Linked DNA regions of Sus scrofa: all the other regions are linked to region 1. A link is a contact called in public Hi-C and HiChIP or PLAC-seq data. All regions are on one chromosome and are shown on one strand. The core of a region is the stretch at or near the end of the contact, and the rest is flanking DNA. Distances in the headings are between cores, read along the strand shown.

The links. Hi-C and Micro-C count contacts between places; a contact is called where the count stands out from the background. HiChIP or PLAC-seq counts read pairs in DNA pulled down with a chosen protein or histone mark.
Region 2: a Hi-C map of retroperitoneal adipose tissue shows a contact between it and region 1, with 1.7 times the contacts expected there. The contact joins the enhancer-like site here to the promoter of CEBPB in region 1. A contact is called at or near these places in 3 of 47 Hi-C or Micro-C datasets (embryonic fibroblasts, retroperitoneal adipose tissue and subcutaneous adipose tissue) and 2 of 2 datasets of contacts at active chromatin or transcription factors (alveolar macrophages and skeletal muscle).
Region 3: a contact with region 1 is called in an H3K27ac HiChIP or PLAC-seq map of alveolar macrophages, with 3 times the contacts expected there. The contact joins the enhancer-like site here to the promoter of CEBPB in region 1. A contact is called at or near these places in 3 of 5 promoter capture datasets (fetal skeletal muscle and liver), 12 of 47 Hi-C or Micro-C datasets (alveolar macrophages, blood, heart right ventricle and 5 more) and 2 of 2 datasets of contacts at active chromatin or transcription factors (alveolar macrophages and skeletal muscle).

Annotation. Positions count from the first base shown.
Region 1 is chr17:51,719,558-51,724,597 of Sscrofa11.1, forward strand. It overlaps CEBPB (CCAAT/enhancer binding protein (C/EBP), beta), which reads left to right and starts at 3,076. Exons shown (of 1, transcript NM_001199889.1): 1 at 3,076-4,116. The coding sequence starts at 3,076. The coding sequence ends at 4,116.
Region 2 is chr17:51,844,656-51,849,695 of Sscrofa11.1, forward strand. The region is part of intron 1 of LOC110257431 (a long non-coding RNA gene); the gene reads left to right. Among named protein-coding and RNA genes, the nearest start is that of CEBPB, 120 kb to the left of the region's middle. Within about 2 kb of position 3,061, at least 12 of the 83 cell types and tissues checked have an H3K27ac peak or open chromatin away from gene starts, as enhancers often do. A contact at or near this core is called in alveolar macrophages and retroperitoneal adipose tissue, where this site is marked.
Region 3 is chr17:51,806,642-51,811,681 of Sscrofa11.1, forward strand. The region is part of intron 1 of LOC110257431 (a long non-coding RNA gene); the gene reads left to right. Among named protein-coding and RNA genes, the nearest start is that of CEBPB, 87 kb to the left of the region's middle. Within about 2 kb of position 1,985, at least 13 of the 83 cell types and tissues checked have an H3K27ac peak or open chromatin away from gene starts, as enhancers often do. A contact at or near this core is called in alveolar macrophages, retroperitoneal adipose tissue and skeletal muscle, where this site is marked.

The DNA of each region.
Region 1 (5,040 bases), core at 1,826-4,325:
GGTTTGGTATTTGGTGGGTGAGGACAGAAAGGCAAGACCTTGATGGGATCGAGTCTGGTCCTTGGGGGCTGGTTCCCAGGGTCTGGGTTATCCCTTGACTTACTGTGTGACCCCAACTGCCTTCTCAGGGTTTCAGCTTTTCCATTCACAGAATGGGGCTAACATGGTCAGACCTATTATGATTTATTACAGTCCCAAGAAGGGGGGGAACCTAAAGAGGAAAGTCAGACTGGAAAGCCTTTAATCCTTCCTACCCCTTGAATGTGACCTTGAACAGGCACACTTGGCTAGCTCTGCTGGGCCTCAGGTTTCTCATTTGTAAAGTGCAGATTATAACAGGACCTGCTTCCTACCAATTATTGGGAGGATTAAATAAGTTAATTCATGGAAAGAGCTTAAAATGTGGTTCAGAGAGGGTGAAATATGGGCCTGAGGACACACAGCAAATCCTTCAGTTAGCTGCAGACTCCCTAGATCTCAGTGCATCTCCCCAGAACCCTGGGGGGGGGTGTGTGTGTGCTGAGGCTCAGAGAGGGGATCCATCCATCTTATCTGAGGTCACATAGTCCAGTTAACGGGGAAGGACCTCACCTTCTTCTCAGCCTCCTCCATTTATCGGGCACCTCTGTGTGCAAGGCACTGTTCTAGGCGATGGGGGAACAGTAGTGAACAAAACAAACAAAAATCCTTGCCCTGGTGGAGATGAAAAGGGGAAGTGGCAATGGGGACAGAAATCACGCTGAGTAGGTGAGATAATGTTAACTATGATAATGGCAAAGGACATGAAGCAGAGGGAGTGAAACGAGTGATTGAGGGCCCAGGACTTCCCACAAGGAGGTCAGGGAAGGCTTCTTGGAGGAGGTAACCTTTGGGCTGAGCGCTGAGGAGCTGTCTTGGGCAGAGCTGGGGAAACGGTGTTCTTGGTCCAGAGGTAACAGCAAATGCATTCGCTCACTGGTAGATTTTAGGCATGCCCGACCTATGCTGGAGGAGGGTCAGTGCTCATGCAGTAGCACTGGAGTCTGGAGGGGGGCTGAGGTATAGACAAGACAACTAGGAGAATGGTGGCTGGAGAAAAAGGCTGAGAAGGAAGTTCACCAGTAGATGGGGCAGGGAGGCCTCTCGGAGGCAGTGGCCCTCAAGCTCAGCCCTGAGTGTCCCATTTTGCAGCTTGGGAGGCTTGGCTGGGTGGCCCTGGGGCCTTGGATCCCTCCCTGGCCCAGAGGCTGCTGGGAAGGCCCAGCAGGCTAGGCCAGTGTTTCATCCTGTCCCTCCCTGCCCCCCACCCCCCAAGGGCACTCAGAGATGTCATTTCTCCAGCTCTCTGGGGCGGAGGTCACTCCAGCTCAGCAGATAACGCTGAAGGTTGAGCAATGCCCGCCTGCCCGCCAGGGCCAGGGCTGGGGTCAGTGGGCTGGGGGTCAGACCAGGCAGGCTGGGAGCTCCTGCCTGGGCGGTCTGGACCAGGAGTGGCAGAGGGGTTGGCCCAAGGAGCTGCCCAAATGGCCTAGGAATGGTGCTGGAGCCCACTCAGCAGAGAGGGCCTCAGGCCTACCTTCAGATAGATCCAGGTGGGTCACCTTGTTTCCCCATCTCTGAACCAGGGGAGTAAGTGCATTGTCTCCACAGGGTGAAAATGCAAACTCTGGGGCCAGGTCCGCCCACATCACACAGTAGGTGCCTGGGAAAAACAGGGGAGTCCCTTCTCTCTGCATAGCCCCCACTGGGGCCTGGCAGAACTCCTTTCGCACAAGCCTCAGAAACAGGTGTTTTGGCCTTCTGGTGGCAAATAGGTCTGAGAGTGTAGGGACCAGGGCTTTTCTTTGAGAATAGTGGGGGACATGAGGCCATCTGACCTGGGGTGTGCTATGCCCCCTCTGGGCCTCTTTACACCCTGGGAGAGGCCCTTCTCTCTGCTGTGCATCTTAGAGCAGAAAGCCTTATGTTTGGGAGTCTGTGGTGGAGACAATAATACAACTAATAATAAGTTTTGAGACCTTCAAGGATTGAAGGTTAGCTAAGTGACCTGCGCAAGGTGACACAGTAATGTCAGAGCTTAGCACCTACACCCCCTTCTACACTTTGGGTGCCCAAGTGGGAGTGGGGTGGGGCTGGAGAATACCCGGGTGTGGTCTGAGGGGGCGGGCGGCTGTGCTGGGCAGGGCTAGGAGAGGGGCAAGGTCGGGCCCCTGGCAGATGCTCCAGTGGAGCTTGCTCCAGACTTGCACTCCCAAAGCCCCCAACCACAAGTCTTCGCATTTAGGAGAGAAGTCCCTATAGGCGTGAAATCCTCTCCTTCCAAAAGTTGGGGACGAGGGCAAGTTTAGGGGCGGGGCCGGGCCCTGGAAGGGCTTTGGAGATGGGCTACCTCTCCAATAGCCAGAGCAGGGGTTTGGGGTCTCCAGGATCCCGCCTGGGGCGCGTCCCCTCCTTAAGGAGTTGGGGCTGAGAGCCGCTGATCTTGAAGCCACGGCCTCCTCCAGCAGGGGGCGGGCCGCGGCCGCGTTTAGGGTGGGGGAAGGCGATGGCGTCGCCCCCTCCCCGGATTCCCCCCTCCCTTCTAGTACAGCCTCCAGCCCAGAGGGGGCGGTCCGGGGGCGGGTTCGCGCCTCTTCTCGCTTCCAATCCTGAGTCCGAAGGGTGGGGGTGGGCAGGGGGCGTGTGGCGGCCCCCGAAGCCGGAGGACCCCCCAAGGGCGCGCTCCAGATCTTCAGTCAGGTCACGGTGCCCCACCGCCGCCCTGCCGGGGGTCTCGGGCGGCCACAGCGTGTCCTCTGCGTGCCCGGGGAGGGGTTGGGGCGGCCGCCAGGCGTGACGCAGCCGTTGCCATGGCCCGCCTTATAAATAACCGGGCTCTGGAGAAACTTTAGCGAGTCAGAGCCGCGCACGGGACCGGGAAGGGGACCCACCCGAGGGTCCAGCTACCAGCCCCCGCACTAATAGCGGCCAATCCAGCGGAAAAAGCAACAGCAGCAGCAGCGACACAGCAGCGACAGTTCGGAGCCAGGAGGCCGCGCCACCTGCGGGCCGGCCGGAGCGGGCAGCCCCAGGCCCCCTCCCCGGGCACCCGCGTTCATGCAACGCCTGGTGGCCTGGGACCCAGCATGTCTCCCCCTGCCGCCGCCGCCTGCCTTTAAATCCATGGAAGTGGCCAACTTCTACTACGAGGCGGACTGCTTGGCTGCTGCGTACGGCGGCAAGGCGGCCCCCGCGGCGCCCCCCGCGGCCAGACCCGGGCCGCGCCCCCCCGCCGGCGAGCTGGGTAGCATCGGTGACCACGAGCGCGCCATCGACTTCAGCCCATACCTGGAGCCGCTGGGCGCGCCGCAGGCCCCGGCGCCGGCCACGGCCACCGACACCTTCGAGGCGGCTCCGCCCGCGCCCGCCCCCGCGCCCGCCTCCTCCGGGCAGCACCACGACTTCCTCTCCGATCTCTTCTCCGACGACTACGGGGGCAAGAACTGCAAGAAGGCGGCCGAATACGGCTACGTGAGCCTGGGGCGTCTGGGGGCCGCCAAGAACGCGCTGCACCCGGGCTGCTTCGCGCCCCTACACCCGCCGCCCCCGCCGCCGCCGCCGCAGCCGGCCGAGCTCAAGGCGGAGCCGGGCTTCGAGCCCGCGGACTGCAAGCGGAAGGAGGAGGCCGGAGCGCCGGGCGGCGGCGCCGCAGGCATGGCGGCTGGCTTCCCGTATGCGCTGCGCGCCTACCTCGGCTACCAGGCGGTGCCGAGCGGCAGCAGCGGGAGCCTGTCCACATCCTCGTCGTCCAGCCCGCCCGGCACGCCGAGCCCCGCCGACGCCAAGGCGCCCCCAGCCGCCTGCTACGCGGGGGCGGCGCCGGCGCCCTCGCAGGTCAAGAGTAAGACCAAGAAGACCGTGGATAAGCACAGCGACGAGTACAAGATCCGGCGTGAGCGCAACAACATCGCGGTGCGCAAGAGCCGCGACAAGGCCAAGATGCGCAACCTGGAGACGCAGCATAAGGTCCTGGAGCTCACGGCCGAGAACGAGCGGCTCCAGAAGAAGGTGGAGCAGCTGTCGCGCGAGCTCAGCACCCTGCGGAACTTGTTCAAGCAGCTGCCCGAGCCCCTGCTCGCCTCCTCCGGCCACTGCTAGCGCGGCCCCCGCGCGCGTCCCCCTGCCGGCCCGCCGGCCTCCGCGCTGCCGGGCGCGCCGCGGCCACAGTGACTCCGGGAAGCGCCCGCGCTCCCGCCCCCGCCCCCAGTGGCGCCGGCAAAACTTTGGCACTGGGGCACTTGGCAGCGCGGGGAGCTCGTCGGTAATTTTAATATTTTATTATATATATCTATATTTTTGTCCAAACCAACCGCACATGCAGATGAGGCGCCCGCCCGTGGTGTTATTTAAAGAAGAAATGTCTATGTGTACAGATGAATGATAAACTCTGCCTCTCCTCCTGCCCCCTCTCCAGGCGCCGGCGGGCGGGCCGGTTTCGAAGTTGATGCAATCGGTTTAAACATGGCTGAACGCGTGTGTACACGGGACTGACGCAACCCACGTGTAACTGTCAGCCGGGCCCTGAGTAATCGCTTAAAGATGTTCCTACGGGGTTGTTTCTGTTGCTGTTGTTTTTGTTTTTGTTGTTGTTTTTTTGGTCTTTTTTTGTATTATAAAAAATAATCTATTTCTATGAGAAAAGAGGCATCTGTATATTTGGGAATCTTTTCCGTTCGAGCATTAAGAACACTTTTAATAAACTTTTTTTTTTTTGAGAATGGTTAAAAAGCCTTTTGGGGGCAGTAGTTGATTTTTGATTTTTTTCCTTTTATTTTGGATTTATGATTTTATATTTGCTTTTCTGGTATGCAGGGGGGAGGTTGTTGTGTGTATGAGTTGCTCTTATTTTTGGCTTTTTAGGTGGTTGGGTGGGGGTGTTGCAGCTGCTTTTTCTCCTCTGATTCTCCCCCCAGGGCCTGTGCTTGGAGATGGGGGTACCAGGCCTGGGGTGGGGGAGGGGCAGAGGAGTGCTAGGTCAGGCTTTCAGGATGACTCAGTGCCCCTGGGTGCTGGGAGGAGTGT
Region 2 (5,040 bases), core at 1,811-4,310, 130 kb after region 1:
TGGCTCAGATCTGGCATTGCTGTAGCTGTGGTGCAGGCCAGCTGCTGTAGCTTCAATTCAACCCCTAGCCTGGGAAACTCTATATGCTGCAGGTGCAGCCATAAAAAGCACCAAAGAAAAAAAAAAAAAAAAAGAAAAGAAAAGAAAAAAAAAAAAAAAGAAACATAGAACAGACCCTAATGCCAAGCCAACACCAGCAGTAATTTCTGACTTTGTTTCACTTCTTTGTAGAATTTGCTGAGTATCTTCAATTTAACAGCAAGTGCCTTAGGTTGGGCTCCCCTAGAAGCAGATCTCTAAGAAAAATAATTCAAAGGCAAGTAACTTATTTGGGAGGTGATCCCAGAAAACACCAGTAGGGTGCGGGAAAGTGAGACTAGGAAGGGAGGGCTTCCAATGCAGAGAGTATCCACTGTGGGTAACCACTGTGGGCACCTGGGGCGCAACCTGCCGAGGAGCTGAGAAATGTTACAGCAGGTGCGGATAACCTCTGCGTTATCCACTGGGGGTGGGGCTGGGGCGGGGGTGCCAGCGGGCTGAGGAATGTGTACATCCTCTCCAGGCTGGGGGTCCAGTCGGAGCTCCAGCTGCTGGCCTACACCACAGCCACAGCAACGCCGGATCCTGCTGGCCTATACCACAGCTCACGGCAACGCCGGATCCTTAACCCGCTGAGCAAGGCCAGGGATGGAACCCGCAACCACATGGTTCCTAGTCGGATTCGTTTCTGTTGCGCCACAGCGGGAACTCCGACATACACATTTTAAAAGTGAGTTGACTTAAAGAAAAAGAGTAAATAGTGTATAGGGAAACTATGAATGCTCTGCCCATTTGGACGCAGAGCCGACCTGGGCCCAGAAGCCTCAGCCGGCCGAAGAATCCATCTAGAATTTCATAATTTTTTTGTGGTCGTTGCTGTGAAGGTTACTTTCCATCTATAGAAATGATTACTTGTTTTCTCTTTCTGGTAACAATGCAAAATTTCCTTTAAAAATCATTTGACACACACTACAATGAGAATGAGCCTCCAAAACATTATGCTAAGCAAAGGAATTCAGACACTGAAGGTCACCTATTCTAAGATCCCCTTTCTATGAGATACCCAGAGTAGATAAAGCTTAGAGACAGAAGGCAGATCGGTGGTTGCTGGGTGCTGGGGTAGAGCGACTGCTTAGTGGGTATGGGGGTCTCCTTTTGGGGTAATGAAAATGTTTTGCAACTAGTCAGAGGTGGTGGTTGCACAACGTTGCACATACCATTGTGCATACCAAATGCCACTGAATTGTTCACTTTGAAATGGTTAATTTGATGTTATGTGAATTTCACCCCAGTAAATTATTTTTTAAAAACCGACCAAGCAAACAAAAAATCAATTAACTTAATAAAAAGTATGCATGGCTTTAAAGATGATTTTAAGTGTGGTTTGGGAGAACTGGCTGAGAGGACCAGTCTCACCTTTAGGCCCTGGTTCATGCCTGGAATGCTCATCCGTGGAATCCTGCCCATTCCTGGGAACCATGGAATCCTGCCCGTTCCTGGGAACCCAGGCTTAGTCTCAGCTCTGCAGGAAGCCCTCCCTGATTACATAGGCCCACTGGGTGACCAGAGCGGTCAGGTGGGCCCAGTCCTGCAGCTCTTCAGACCCCGGGGCAAAACTTTTGGTGGAGGGGACTCTCTTAACTTTGGACACATTGCTTAACCTCCCCAAAGGGGCCCCAGTTTCCTCATCTGTAAAATGGGGCTTCATGATCATTCTTATCTCACAAGGCAGAGTGGGTGCCCTTGATGCACACCTGGCTTTGAGCACTCATCAACACCATGTTAATTTATTCGCCTCTCGTTTCCTGGACTGTAAAAAAGGCTCAGCCTTCACGATCGCTTTGTCCACACTTCCCACACAGGGCTCACGCAGTGGGTCCCCAAGAAGGACGTGTTGACTCTCGCTCAAGGGAATTCCTGAAATCATGCCTCTTCTCTCCACCTTCACTGTCCGCACCCTGTCCAGCCTCTTTCATCACTCACCTGGACCATTGCCGTTCACCTGGCTTCTGTCCTATACTCCCCCCCGCCCCCAGTCATTCTCTGCACGCAGCCAGAGGGACCTCATTAGAACCCTAAGTCGGATCTGTCCCCGCTCAGAGCCTGCCCAAGGCTCCCACCTCACTCAGAGAAAAAGCTGAAGTTCTCCACGTGGCCCACAAGGTCCTGCATGATCTGCGTCCCACTCTCCCCACCCCCGCTATCACCTCTCCGCTCTCATCTCCCACACTGTCCCCCTCTGGGCTGCAACCACAAGTCTCCTCTTGGTTGCTCAGGTCTCCGCCTCTGGACCTTTGCATCTGCTGTTCCCTTTACCGAGGACACTCTTCCCCAGACATCACCCACTGCGTGTTTCCTCCCCTCCTTCAGGCCTTGGCCCAAATATCCCCTGTTCAGGTTTCCCCTGGCTTCCCAGGCCTCACTGGGCTCCGAAGCTCTCTTCCTCCCTTAAGGAAGGCCCTTGGCGGGGGTCCTGGGTCCCGCTCTGCATCTTGGGAGAGGAGTGGCTCCCAAGCCTCTTTCTGGACTTGGGGGCCAGAGTCAGCTGTGGAGACAGGCAGCACTCAACTGTGCCTGGCGCAGAGGACTCTGCCCACGCCCCCATGGGAGGCGCCCGGCCTGGCTGACACGGGCTTCCAGGGTACAGGTGGGAAAGTCCCATGTCCTCCTCCACTTACCTGACTTGAGCTGACTCAGACCCTCACCCCTGGCCAGAGGGAGCCATGGCGGCCCCGCCCGGCCCCTTGATGGGAAACAGGGCTGCTAGGGCCTGGCTGGGCCAAACACTGACTCACCTCACCCCACCCAGCCTCTGCCACTGGAAGTCACACCTCCTTCTGGCCAAAGACGCTCCAGCTTTGCTCCCAGGGAGCTTTCCCTTCTCTGCCCAAGCTGTGCCTTTCCTGGCAGTGCCCTTCTGCCTGAGGCCTTCTGTTCCTTCGAGTCAGGCCTGAAGACCACCTTCCTCTGGGTAATGTCAGGATTCCTTTGGCCAGAAGGGCAAAGTGGTCATGGGAGAGGTGACAATAACAACAATGATAGTAATGACAAGAAACTATTACATAATAACACCAGCAACTAGCTATGCTTACCATGTGCCAGGCACTTTACTAAACACTTTATTGTGTTAATTCATTCAACCCTCACGATAACCTTATGAGGTAGCGACTTTCATTTCTCCAAGACAGAGTAGTTAGTACCTAGCCCAAGGCAACCAGGGCTTTGACTCTAGGGAGTCTGGATGTCACCCCACTATTTTCATCCCCCAGACCTGGAGAGCCAAGTGGAGACCCCTGAAGCTAGAATCCAGGGAGCTGGGAGGGAGATAGCCTAAGTTCTGGGTTTTGTCTTAGCACCCTTTCCCCACAGTGGGAGCCAGCCCCTCTCATCAGGGTACAGGCTGGTTTTCGGTCCCTCTGTTGTGGTGACTCCTCAGAGTGCACTCTCTGGGCAATCCACCCACAGCAGCTGAAAGGGAACTTACACGTGCCAAACAGGGACCGTGGCCTGGACACTTAACCTGCCCAGCAACCTGGTGAAGTGGGGCCAGTTACTGGCATCCATTGTCTAGAGGAGGAGACTATGGTCCAGAGAATAACAGGATTTGCTCAAGGTCACAGAGCTAGGATATGGCAGAAGCTGAATTCAAACTCAGGACCGTTCCGACATCACAAGGCCAGAGTCCCTTCTAGTGAGTGGTGACATAACATCTCAGTGAAGAACAGGGCAGGGCCTGGATGTCAGAAAGAGCCAGAACTTCAGTTCATACTGCCCTCTCCCTCCATCTCGCCACTAACCTCCACTCACCTATCCATATACCATCTACCCACTCACTTATCCGCCATCCAGTCATCTGTCCACCCATTCTTCCATTATTCCGTCCCTTTCATCCACCCTCCAGCCAACCTTCCACACTTCCATCCACCTATCCTTCTATCCATTTTTCTACCCCTTCTGCCTTCTTTCTATCTGTCCTTCCATTCATCTGTCATCTTAAACATTATCTTATCCATCCATCTCCCATACAGTCTTCTATCCATCTATCCAACCATTCATCCACTCATCCATACATCTCACAAATATTTACTTAACTGATGGCTGCTGTGTCCAAGCCTTCAGATCACTGTGCCTTGAGCCACAAGAAACATGCCTAATTAGGTTTCTGTTTATTTGTTGTTCCAGGAAGGCTAATTGTGGGGTTTGTAAACAGTCCTTTGATGGCTGGAGAGTTACTTAAGAGGACAGTTAAATAAACAACCACTGGGTGGAAACAGTCAGTGCTGGTACACAGTGGGTCCAGAGCCATGACCTGCCTTGCACAGCAGGAGGAGGGCTAAGCTCCAGACAGTGCGGAGGCTTTGGGGTCAGAAAGGAACTCAGAATAATGAGAACAGTGGCAATAATATCTACCATGTGTGGAATGCCTACTGTGTGCCAGATGCTGTGCTAAGCACAGCCCTTAACAGCAACTCCACGTGATGGAAACCATTATGATCCCATCTATGGATAAGGAGACTGAAGTTTTGGGGCGGGAAGCCATGTGCTCAAGGCAACACAGCTGGGAAGTAGCGTAGTCAGGGCATCAATCTGTCTGTGTGCAGCAATGATGATAATAACAACAGCAAATAATTACATAGCACTCATTATGTTCTAAGGCACTGTTCTAAGGATCTGCCTCACCTGTACTTACTCACTAAATACCCATACAATCCCTTGAGGTAAGAACTATTATCACTCCCATTTTACAGATGAGAATATTGAGGCTGAGTAATTTGCATAGATTATTCAGCTAGGAAGCAGCAGAATAAAAAAATATATATATATTTGGACCCAAAGTCCTACTCTTAACCATGTTATGCAGTGGATTATACCTTCTATGTATTTAACTTAGAAAAGATCCAGCCATACATGTTTATCCAAACATTTTTAAAAATAATTTTTTTATTTAAAAATTTTATATATCTAAAAATACTGTGAAATTATAACATATCTTTTTAATTA
Region 3 (5,040 bases), core at 735-3,234, 86 kb after region 1:
GTTGCCAGTATAGCCACAAAGAAGACATGCCAAGTTTGGGGTCCTGGGTGCAAAACCCAGTTTCTGCATGTGTTGTCTTATGCTGTGGGGCTGTAAGCAAGTCAGCTTCCTTCTTGCAAGATGTGTCACTTGGAGGTATCAGAAACAAAGGATTGAGGTGCCGATGGGATGGGATAGTGTGTGTAAGGACTTGGCCCATAATAGGTGCTCAGTAAATAGGAGTGGGGTTGGCTGTGGGGGAGGCTCTGGTTTGCAGTCCCTTCCCCCTCTGCTCCAGGGCCTGTAATTACCACTCACCCTGGTCAGTGGGCTTGAGAGATTCCATGTGTGGGCAGGGCTGTGGCCAGGGTACTCGCCTGGCCTCCTGGCGGGTCCCACGGGCACTGTCCGGCCCAGGCCTCGTGGCTGACATTCCAGGCACATTTCCCAGCCCTAAGGCTGCCACAGGCCAGCACAGACGGGGGTGGGGGTCGTAGGCTTCAGGCTGGACAAAGCAGTCGGTGTCCCAGGCTGGGCCTTCTGTCTGCCAACTTCCTGCTGGGCCTCCTGTGGCCCAGACTGGCCTCCAAGTCCTTCTTTCTGCCCCCATCACCTCTCATCCACACTGGCCCAGAAGCTTCCAGCCCAGCCCTCTAGAAATTGCCTCTATACTCAGCCATGGGCTCCTGTAAAACTGTGGATGTGCCCGCTTGCTCCACTGCTGAGCAGATCCCCAGTGCTCTGCCAGTCAACCTTAAGTCCTTCCCTTGGCTCACAAGGCCCTGTATCAGAGGGCCCTCCTCGCCTTCCCCTCCTCCTCATTCACTCTTCCAGTCATATTGGTCTCCCTGTGTCTCTGAAATGACCCAAGCTCATGCTGCCTCAGGACCTTTGCACTGGCTGTCCCTCTGTCTGGAACACTCTTCTCCCGAGTGTCCACAGGGTCTCTCCCCTTCCTACCTAGTATTCCATGTCCTCTTCCATGCTTTATGTTCCTCTGGGGTGCTCATCACCTTCTGACATGCTGTAGATTTTACTTGTCCATAAGTACAAGGATTTTTCTATGTTTTGTTCTCTGGTATATCTCCAGTGCCTAGCACAGTGCTTGGAACATAATAGGTGCTTGATAAACGGTTTTGTTTTTTTTTTGTCTTTTTTTTTTTTTTTGTCTTTTCTAGGGCTGCACCCGCGGCATATGAAGATTCCCAGGTAGGGGTCTAATTGGAGCTGTAGCCCCTGGCCTACACCACAGCCACAGCAATGCCAGATCCTTAACCCACTGAGCGAGGCCAGGGATCAAACCTGCAACCTCCTGATTCCTAGTCAGATTTGTTAACCACTGAGCCACCACGGGAACTCCATTTTTTTTTTTTTTTTTGATAAACATTTGTTGAATGACAGAGTCCCCATTGTGGCTCAGCAGATGTGAACCTGACTAGCATCCATGAGGACACAGGTTTGATCCCTGGCCTTGCTCAGTGGGTTAAGGATCCACTGTTGCCGTGAGCTGTGGTGTAGATCACAGACGTGGCTCGGATCTGGTCTTGCCATGGCTATGGGGCCAGCAGCTACAGCTCTGATTCAACCCCTAGCTGGAAACCTCCATATGCTGCAGGGGTGGCCCTAAAAAGCAAAAAAAAAAAATTAAAAAAATAATAAAACAACATTTGTTGAATGACTGAATGAACAACTCTATGAGTTGTTGGCAGATAAGGACACTAAGGTCCCTGGGGGTAGGTGACCAACCCAAGTCCACATGGCTAGTCCGGGATTAAGCCAGGAGAGGAGTCCAGGCACATCCTGGAGCTGGCATCTTGGAAGCTGCTTCAGGAGAATAACAACCAGGACCTAGACCCTAGCGGTGGATCCTGATGATTCTGCTGCCCTGCCAGCCCCAGGCCGGGCAGTACTTGGGCTGGTCCAGGAGTCCCGGCTTGTCTGCCCAGGCATTCCAGGCTCCAGCCCAGGCTCTGAGCTTTCTATTTTGAGCCTCCTAGTCCCAAGGACTCTGTGTTCCCAGCAGGCGGCGCGGGCCAGAGGCTGAGCCTGGGTGTGGCTGTCATCCTATCTGGGGCCTTGTGGTGGCGGGAGCTGGAGCTGGAGCCCCGCCAGGGAACCCCAAGGACCCAATTCCTGGGTCTTTAACCTTCTGGTGGCTGAGGCCTCTGATGCAAGTCTTATTCTCTGTCTGACTGGGCCCTGTTCAAGACCCTGCCATGGGATCTTGCAGGGGAGGCATTAGCTTATCCCACGGTGGATCAAACCCCTCTGATTGTCCCCAGGATTTCAGGGCCCATTAGAGTTCTGGCGCTGCCCCTTTACAGATGCGCGACCTTGAGCAAGTCGCGTCACCTCTCTGAGCCTATTTCCTTATCTGAAAAATGGGACAATAAGAGTACCTATTTCCTGGGATTGCTGAGGATACTCAGTGTGACAAAATCAATGAAAGTGCCTTGCACTCAGGAAGAACACAACAGGTAACCTCCCCCCCCGGGCTGGTGGGGGGAATTTTTTTCCTTGTGTACTCCAAGTTATTTCTCCCCCTGCCCTCCTCACCACCTGGTACATTTGTATTAATTTGCTTGTTGGTTGCCTGTCTGCCTCCTCGTTTACAATATCAGCTGTACCGGGGCAGGGACTTTTGTTTGCCTTCTTCATGACTGTGTGCCCTGTACCTTACACAGCACCTGCCAAACAGTAGGTGCTCAATAAATGTTTTTTGAAAGAATGAATGAATAAATAAATAATGACCCCCTTGGGGAACACAGACCCTGAGGTCAGACAGTGTGTCCTCACCCCCGCCCCCGTCCCTGGCCCAGGGAGTGGGGCACTTAGGGTCCTTATGTGCTTGTTGGTACCAGGTGACCCTGCTTAATCTGATCCAGCAGCCAGCGAGGCTGTCCTAAGTCAGCATCATCTTCATTTCACAGATGGGAAGAATGAGGCTCAGAGAAGGGGAGCCCTTGTCTAATATCACACAGTGGTCAGTTCCTGAGCCAAGATTCCAACCCAGAACTGCATGGGGGATGGATAATTTTTTCCCTGGAAGGAGTCAGTGGTGATAGAGAGCATGTTGGGGCTGGGAAGGAGTCCCAGGGAGGGAGAGAGGATGGGAGATGTGTTATTCCTCTCCAGATCCATCTCTCTTCGTGTCTGTTTCTCTTTTGTCTCCCTGGGCCCTTCTGTCTCTTTGTCTTATCTCTCTCTGCCTCTCTGCCCCCCCCACCTCTCTCTCTCGTCTCTTGCATATTTGACCCACTGTCCAGGAGGGGGTGCAGGCGGCAAACCCCTGGCTTGGGGAGGATTGAGCTGAGGATCTAGAGCCAGACCCCGCTCCAGGTCCAATGTGAGCTCCAGGGTCTTGGTCTCAGTCTCCAAATTTCAGAGTATAAAGAGCCCCAGGCTCAGTTTCAGAAATCCCAGCTTTGTCATATCCCAGCTCCACAGCCTTGGTCACTTAGCCTCAGTTTCTGTAAAATGGGACCATAGACAGACCTATCTCATAGGGTTTTATAAGGAGGAATGATGTGAGGGCCATTTCTGGCTTCCTGAAACCCCAAGTAACAAGGGATGCATTCAGCAAATAGCTAATTGCAATGCTTTCTTTTTAGGAGGCGAAGAAAGTGAGACTCAGACTCATTTCACTCTTTCATCAAATATTATTGAGCATTTACTATGCGCCACGTCTCTAATTTGCATTCATTATCCCCAGGGTTGACAAACCATAGCCCTCAGGTCAAATCTGTCCCACAACTTGGTTTTGTAAATAAAGTTTTATTGGCACATGGCATGGCCATTCATTTACTTATCATCTGTTACTGCTTTCACCCTACAACTACATGTTGAGTGGCTATGAGAGAGACCATACTACCCCCAAAGGTGAAAATATTTACTACCTGTTTTTTCACAGAAAAAGTTTGCCAATCCCTGGATTAACCCATCACACCCCTGAGAGGAAAAAGGGATTGTAACTTTGATTTTACAAATTAGAAACTAAAGTCTTTGCCAGTGACTCTCACAAGGCTGGGTCTTGATAAACAGTATCTGGGTCTTATTCCTCCTCCCTGCCCCTTAGGGACCCTCCCAACTCTCGTTCCCATCTTGCATGGCTGCCAAGTGGACAAGCCAATCCCTACAGTGGAAAGAATACTGTTTGAGGGTCAGATAGATCTGAGTTTGAATCTTGTCTCACACCCTGCTGCGACCCTCAACTTTCTTTCAGACTCCATCCAGGTTATGGGCGGGGGGAGGAATTTTTGCAAATCACAGCCATTGGCCAGATGGCTATTATGGCTGCAGTGAGTGGTGGAGCCTGAGGCATCAGAGGAAGAGCACTTACAGGCTAAGGAGAGGCTTTCTAGAGTTCCACATAAGTGGTGAGGGGATCTCACGGTCCCCTAAGCCTGCCCTGAAATCTTCGTCTCTCTACCTGGCTTGAGGCCTCAATCTGCTTCTTGACTGTAGCTCCCTCCTTCATCTCTCTCAAGCTCCTTTTCCAGCCTCCCTCCTGCTGAAGTTGGGGAGCTCCAGGTTTTCCCTCAGCCTTTTTCCAGGGGACCCCAAATCACTAAGATGCAATCCTTCCCACCGCCTGGAGGAGGTAACTCAGGAGCCTCTGGCTTCCCCATCTCAGTGCCCTGCCCTGCGTCGTCGTGATCAGGGGCTGCTGAGAAAGGCACTTAACTCTCCCCCAGTGGTCTTGCCCAAGGCCTGCTCTACGTCTGTTAGAGCAGCCTTCTAGAATGAATAATTCACTATTTTCCCAATGCTAAGTGACACCTTGGGCAAATTCCTTCACCCCCAGCTCTGTAAATGGGCTCTGGTGGTAGGTACCTACCCTGTCAGAAGCTGTGAGAATGAAGTGAGTCAGTGAGAGGGGGTGCTTGACCCTGAGCGTGGTGGGCACTCAGTACACATGCTTAGGGATTTATCTGAGGGTCTCCTGGATGCTCCCCGAGGCCACCCTGGTGCTGGAGTGAGGGGAAGAGGGGGACAAAGATGCCAAAGACACAGTTCTTGTCCTCATCTAAATGCTGGTGACTTCCAAATGCCTCTCTCCAA